Regions from separate parts of the Mus musculus genome. Here region 1 is linked to region 2. The links are chromatin contacts, called in public Hi-C maps. All regions are on one chromosome and are shown on one strand. The core of a region is the stretch at or near the end of the contact, and the rest is flanking DNA. Distances in the headings are between cores, read along the strand shown.

Region 1 (2,700 bases), core at 156-2,655, 140 kb after region 2:
TCCATGGGATGCTCTGCTTGAAGGATGCTAGGAGAAAAGCGGATGACTAAGTAATGACCTAACAGGAATCTTCCCAGGCTCTCAATTTTCTCCACCTCAAAAGGTCTTGCCAGCTGCCTTCCCTGTAGGCTGAGACCGTCTTATGTTCCTGCAGGTGGAAGGCTCCTGCCCATACCCTTGTGAGGACAGCTACAACAACGCTGCTTAGAAGGGGCTCTGCACCCTCTTCTGGGTAACAGAACCTTGGGCTGCTATACATGAGGAGTTTGCTTAGGTTTCCTGATTCCACAGACCTAGGCTCAGGGGTCAAATCTGTGAGGGGTTCCTTGGATTCAAATCCTACTTTCATTATCTCTCAGTTCTGCAGAGATCCTAGGTCTAGCCTCCTATCTGTGGGTTTGCCTCCACTACCTTTACCTTCCCAGAATAGACTTAGACTTCAAACTATGCCTTCTATGACTTTCAGCCATAAAGTGAGTCAGAGGACCATCCTGCCTAGGCCACCTTTGTACGGCCTGGGGCATAGCTTCAGATATGCAGCTAAGTCAGTGTATACCTCACAGCCTCCATCTCAGTGGGACTCTGATATTTTAAGAGGGCAGATAGGACAGAGAAAAACAGGTGACCACTCCTATGTCACTACTAGCCCTGAGATCCCATGACAACCTTGCCATCCTCACTAGCAGAAGACACGCCTCTGTGAGGAGCTATGGCCTCAGTGATCCTGCCCAGAGCACACTAGTGTTCCCCAAATAGGGCAGGTTCATTGCTCCCACCTTCGGACCCTGGTCAGGTGACACTGTCAAAGGCCCAGATGTCCCCCACAGATTTGGGTCTCAGCTTCTTGTGAAGCTGCCTCTTCACAAGAGTAAGAATAAAAAGAGGGGCAGTCATGGAATTACCTGGAGAGCTGAGAAAGAGGTGCCATCCTCTGTCCTGCCCAGCCGGCTTGGCAGCTGGGTGGGAGCTGTGCTGGGACATGCCACAACTGTAAAGAAGGCTGGGCCTAGCTCTCCAAGCAGTTGAGCCTGAACAGAGCAGCATTAAATCCCTCTGTGCATCAGCATGCACTCGGGACAAGAATGCCCAGGACCCACAGCCAGCCACTCCTGCTGCCCCAGTCACTGACACGGGTCACTAGTGGGAGCCCCATTGCCCCAAGTCTCAGTCTTACCTTCATATCTCTATGCCCAGGCCCAACAACTGCCTCAGCACACACCTTGCCTCTTACAGCGCCTTTGCATTACAACAACAGCACTGCACTATGGCGACTCGGTCTCCACCTCCCACTAGGAAATCCTGAGATCTCAGGTCAAGAGAGGCCAGACCCAGGGTACCCCTCCTTCCTGACCTTAAAAGCAGGGTGTCACCTCCATAGGAAAGTCCTACTCAAACCAGAGTCTGTCTCTGTGCCCACCCACTGCCAAGAGGGACAGGTCTCAAAGGTCAGGGCAGTGTCCCGGGAAGGAGGGCATCGGCTCCTGGGAGCGGCCTTAGGACGCGGGGTGGACTCTCACCATCGCACAGGAAGCCAGCCAGTCCCCAGATGAAGTCCGAGCAGAGGTGGCAGAAGGTAGGCTTGGTGAGTGTCACCTTGCGAAAGCTGTGGCCAGGTGCTGCGGAGCCAATAGCTCTGCTAGTCCGCTCCGGCCCTGACCCCGGGCGTGTGCGGCCCGAGATGCCCAGCACTGGACTGCCGGCCGGGCTGCCAAGACGTGGGGAACCACTGCCCGGCCAGGTCCGGGCACCGGGCTCGGCTGCCGCCGCCATCCACAACCCGAGCGCCCCAGCTCCAAGCGCACGATAAAGCCAGGTCCGCGGTGTAGAGAGGGCCCTCGGCAGAGCCCGCTCCCGGCTTCCGACTGCGCTACCTAACGCGCAGGCTCACGTGGGCGGGGCCAGACTGGAGAGGGCCTCCTGAGGGGCGGTGCCGTCCTGCCAAAGGCGGGGCCTCTGGACTAGACAGAGGGGCATGGTGGCCCAAGAGGATTTGTTCTGACCTCCAGCGCCAGATTCTCCACACAGGATACTAGATATATGAGGCCTTTGCTCGTATAAGCATAGGAGAAGCTATATGGAAACATTCAGTGGGACTTCCACAAGCTCCTTTAACCCCTAATTCTACGCGCGCGCGCGCGCGCGCACACACACACACACACACACCCTCACACACACCATGGCAAAACTTTCTCCCACTGTGTTCCCAGGTCTTTGAGTACCTGCATGCAAGGGAAGGCCATCCACAGTAACCATAGCTTTGTGTTGTCCAGACAATGCCTATGACTTTGGACCTAGGAGTCATTCTGCCTCTATTGTCAGCAGCCCTCAAGGGCCCTGCTTCTATAGGCCGACTCTGTTTTGGAGTTGGGGAAACACTACTGGAATGGTGATCCAAAAAGTTCCTGGCCTCTAGCCTATTCCCAGTAGCCACAGAGTGCATCAAGGGAAGGAAACAGCGACGAGAGAGCTCTGTGTGTATGAGGACATCCTGGTCTATCTAGTGAGTTCTAGGATAACTGAGGCTATGTAGAGAGGCTCTGTCTTTTAAAAAAATATATATTTATTTTATTTTATCAGTATGATTGATTTGCTTACATTTTGTCTGTGCCTGGTGTCAGAGGAGGTCAGAATAGAAAACTGGATTTCCTGGAACTGGAGTTACAGATGTTTTTGAGCTGCCATGAAGGTACTAGAAATAGA
Region 2 (2,700 bases), core at 23-2,522:
GAAAGATGGATTCCTGGGGTCCAGAAGACCTTCACCCGCACAACTATTACTGGTCTTCTGAAATATCCAACATTTCTTGCTGCTTCCATCGGTTCCCTCGCACCTCATTTTACCTAGTCTTTGTTCAAAGTCACCTTGGGGAAAAAGGAAGGGAACAGGTCCCGGTCAGCAAGGAGCCTTAGTTTGTGGCGAGTACAATAGGAACCCTAGGGAAAGCAATGTTGGTTGGTATAGGACCCGGTCCAGTGAACATCTCCACTGGCTTTTCTGCCTCTGACTCCACTTCCAGCACTTCCCGTTTATGAGGAGGAAAGACCAGGACAGGTTGGTTGGCATCTCAGTTGTAACTGCTAAAGGACAAGACCTACCTCACACCTCTAAAGGGTCAGACTGAGACACATTTAATTTGGTTTAGAAAAGAGAGAAGAAAAAGAAAGAGAGAGAGAGAGAAGAGAAAGCTCTGTTCATGGCCTCTAGAGAAGCCAGTGACCACTTAGCTCATGCTGTTGGGGAATGGGGAGGATAAGAACACCTCCTGAAGGAGAGGTGAGGTTAGAGAAGGGATAAAGGGAAGATGTGGCCTTGGGGGGTTGGGGGTTGGGGCGGGAACATGTGGCAAGTAAGCAGGAATGGGAAGAACAGAGGCCTCTCCCCAGGAGAGTTGAGGAGGTCAGAGGAGGTTTTCTAGGCAATCGAGTCTTTCTAGCTTTGATTGGGCAGGATCTGCATGTGATCATCTTGGAAACAATCCTGGGGGGTGTGGGGAGGAGTGGCAAGCGATGATTGGCTCAGACCTCTTCTGCAATTCCCACATAGTACTCCTTGCACCTCACACCCTTTCACCTGTGGCAGGTTTTAACTGGGCTTGGTCACAGGTACCCCTCATCCACCCTGGAAGGAGTCCTACCATGTCTCCCACCGCCCCTCCTTCCCATCCCCTTTCAAAACTGATCTGAAGTAGACTGAAGACCTGAGAGCAGCCAGTGTTCAAAATATGTGGACAGATGGCCCAGACCCAGGGGTCCTTGGCCCTGCTGGGTATGTCCTGGACAGTAGGATTTGTCTAGCTGCGGATTAGCAGGGATAGACAAAATGGTCCTTAATTGCTGGTCTTTTTAGTTTTTCGAGAATGCCTTGATGGTTAGGTAGCTTATGATTCAAAACAGCTCTGCTTCTCTGGGTAGGTCTTACCGAGTGGAGCACAGATCAGAGCCTGACTATTGGGCCTGGCTGCCTGCAGACACCAAGGAGAAACTAGCCAGAGACTGGAAAGCTGCCAAAGTGTTCAGGATATGCCAACATCCAAAAGGTTGAGAGACCTCCAGTGTTTGGGGCTAGGCTGGCTTGGAATACTCATACCCTACACACACACACACACACACACACACACACACACACACACACACACATACACACAGGTACAGGGAGAGTGGTGGCAGGAAGGAGGGAGAGAATGGCTCCTGCCTCCTATCTTCTTGGTTTATGTGTCACCTCCTCTGACAGCCACCACACCACTTACGAGTATCATCAGTTCCTGATCCCGCTGTTCAGCACCCATTTCCCTTCAGACAGAAGTCACCAGTCACAGTAAGTATTTAACACCTCTCCCATCACATACGCACATGCACACACACAAAACTACAGGAGAAGGGACCTCAATTATTCCAGGCCCGAGATGATACTAGAACATAATTCACCAGGATCTGACCCATCATTCCTTGGGTGGCCAACTGATCAAGTTCTCCAGCAGCTAAAACATTCAGGTCATTGTTTAAGTTCAAAAGGAATGCAGACTGGGCTGTGAGGTAGGTAGGACACTGGATGACAGATGGGTAGACTAATGGGTGTCCCTATATGAGCATCCATGCTGGGTGACAGCATGTAGCAAAGACCCAGAGATTTGGGTCTTAGGTACACCTCCAGGAAAAGGAAGTAGCTGCCACCCCAGCAAGTGAACTGTTATCTGGGTCATTCAGTGGTGCCTGGAGGTAGGTGTACAGAGGCAGTTGCAAGGGTGTCACAGGATTTTCTCTGTCCAATTACATTAGTGAAGAGGCCTGTGATTGAACGGGGGGTGGGGGGTGGTGGTGGGTGGGCGGGGCTAAGAGTTGCAGAGACAGAGAGTCTCTCAGAAGGAAGATGGCTACGGACATGTACCCACGTGGCATTTTTCAACCACAAGTAGCTATGATTTCACAAGGTTAGAAATATTGGGACACTTGACCCCTGAACTCACCCGCCCCTTCCTTTTCCTCTTCCGGGGACGTTGCTCAGAGGCACTCAGGATGGTCCAGCGTTTGACATACCGCCGTAGGCTTTCCTACAACACAGCCTCTAACAAAACTAGGCTGTCTCGAACCCTTGGCAACAGGATTGTTTACCTCTACACCAAGAAGGTTGGGAAAGCACCTAAATCCGCATGTGGCGTGTGCCCAGGCAGACTGCGAGGGGTTCGTGCTGTGCGGCCCAAAGTCCTTATGAGACTGTCTAAGACACAGAAGCACGTCAGCAGGGCCTATGGTGGGTCCATGTGTGCCAAGTGTGTCTGTGACAGGATCAAGCAGGCTTTCCTTATTGAGGAGCAGAAAATCGTTGTGAAAGTGTTGAAGGCACAAGCACAGAGTCAGAAAGCAAAATAGATATGCACATTTTTTAAGTAATAAAAATCAAGACTTGAAAAAAAAAGAAATATTGGGATAA

The links. Hi-C and Micro-C count contacts between places; a contact is called where the count stands out from the background.
Region 1: a Hi-C map of cerebellar granule neurons shows a contact between it and region 2, with 2.5 times the contacts expected there. The contact joins the promoter of Idua here to the enhancer-like site in region 2. A contact is called at or near these places in 5 of 39 promoter capture datasets (the 3T3-L1 cell line, embryonic stem cells, hematopoietic stem and progenitor cells and 1 more), 3 of 484 Hi-C or Micro-C datasets (cerebellar granule neurons and embryonic stem cells), 1 of 115 datasets of contacts at active chromatin or transcription factors (embryonic stem cells) and 4 of 9 other capture datasets (adipose tissue, embryonic stem cells, liver and 1 more).

The regions. Positions count from the first base shown.
Region 1 is chr5:108,658,926-108,661,625 of GRCm38.p6, forward strand. It overlaps Idua (iduronidase, alpha-L), which reads left to right and starts at 1,406. Exons shown (of 15, transcript NM_008325.4): 1 at 1,406-1,573. It overlaps Dgkq (diacylglycerol kinase, theta), which reads right to left and starts at 1,905. Exons shown (of 23, transcript NM_199011.2): 1 at 1,518-1,905. The coding sequence starts at 1,770.
Region 2 is chr5:108,514,894-108,517,593 of GRCm38.p6, forward strand. It overlaps the pseudogene Gm10086. Among named protein-coding and RNA genes, the nearest start is that of Cplx1, 34 kb to the right of the region's middle. Within about 2 kb of position 1,273, at least 5 of the 459 cell types and tissues checked have an H3K27ac peak or open chromatin away from gene starts, as enhancers often do. A contact at or near this core is called in cerebellar granule neurons, where this site is marked.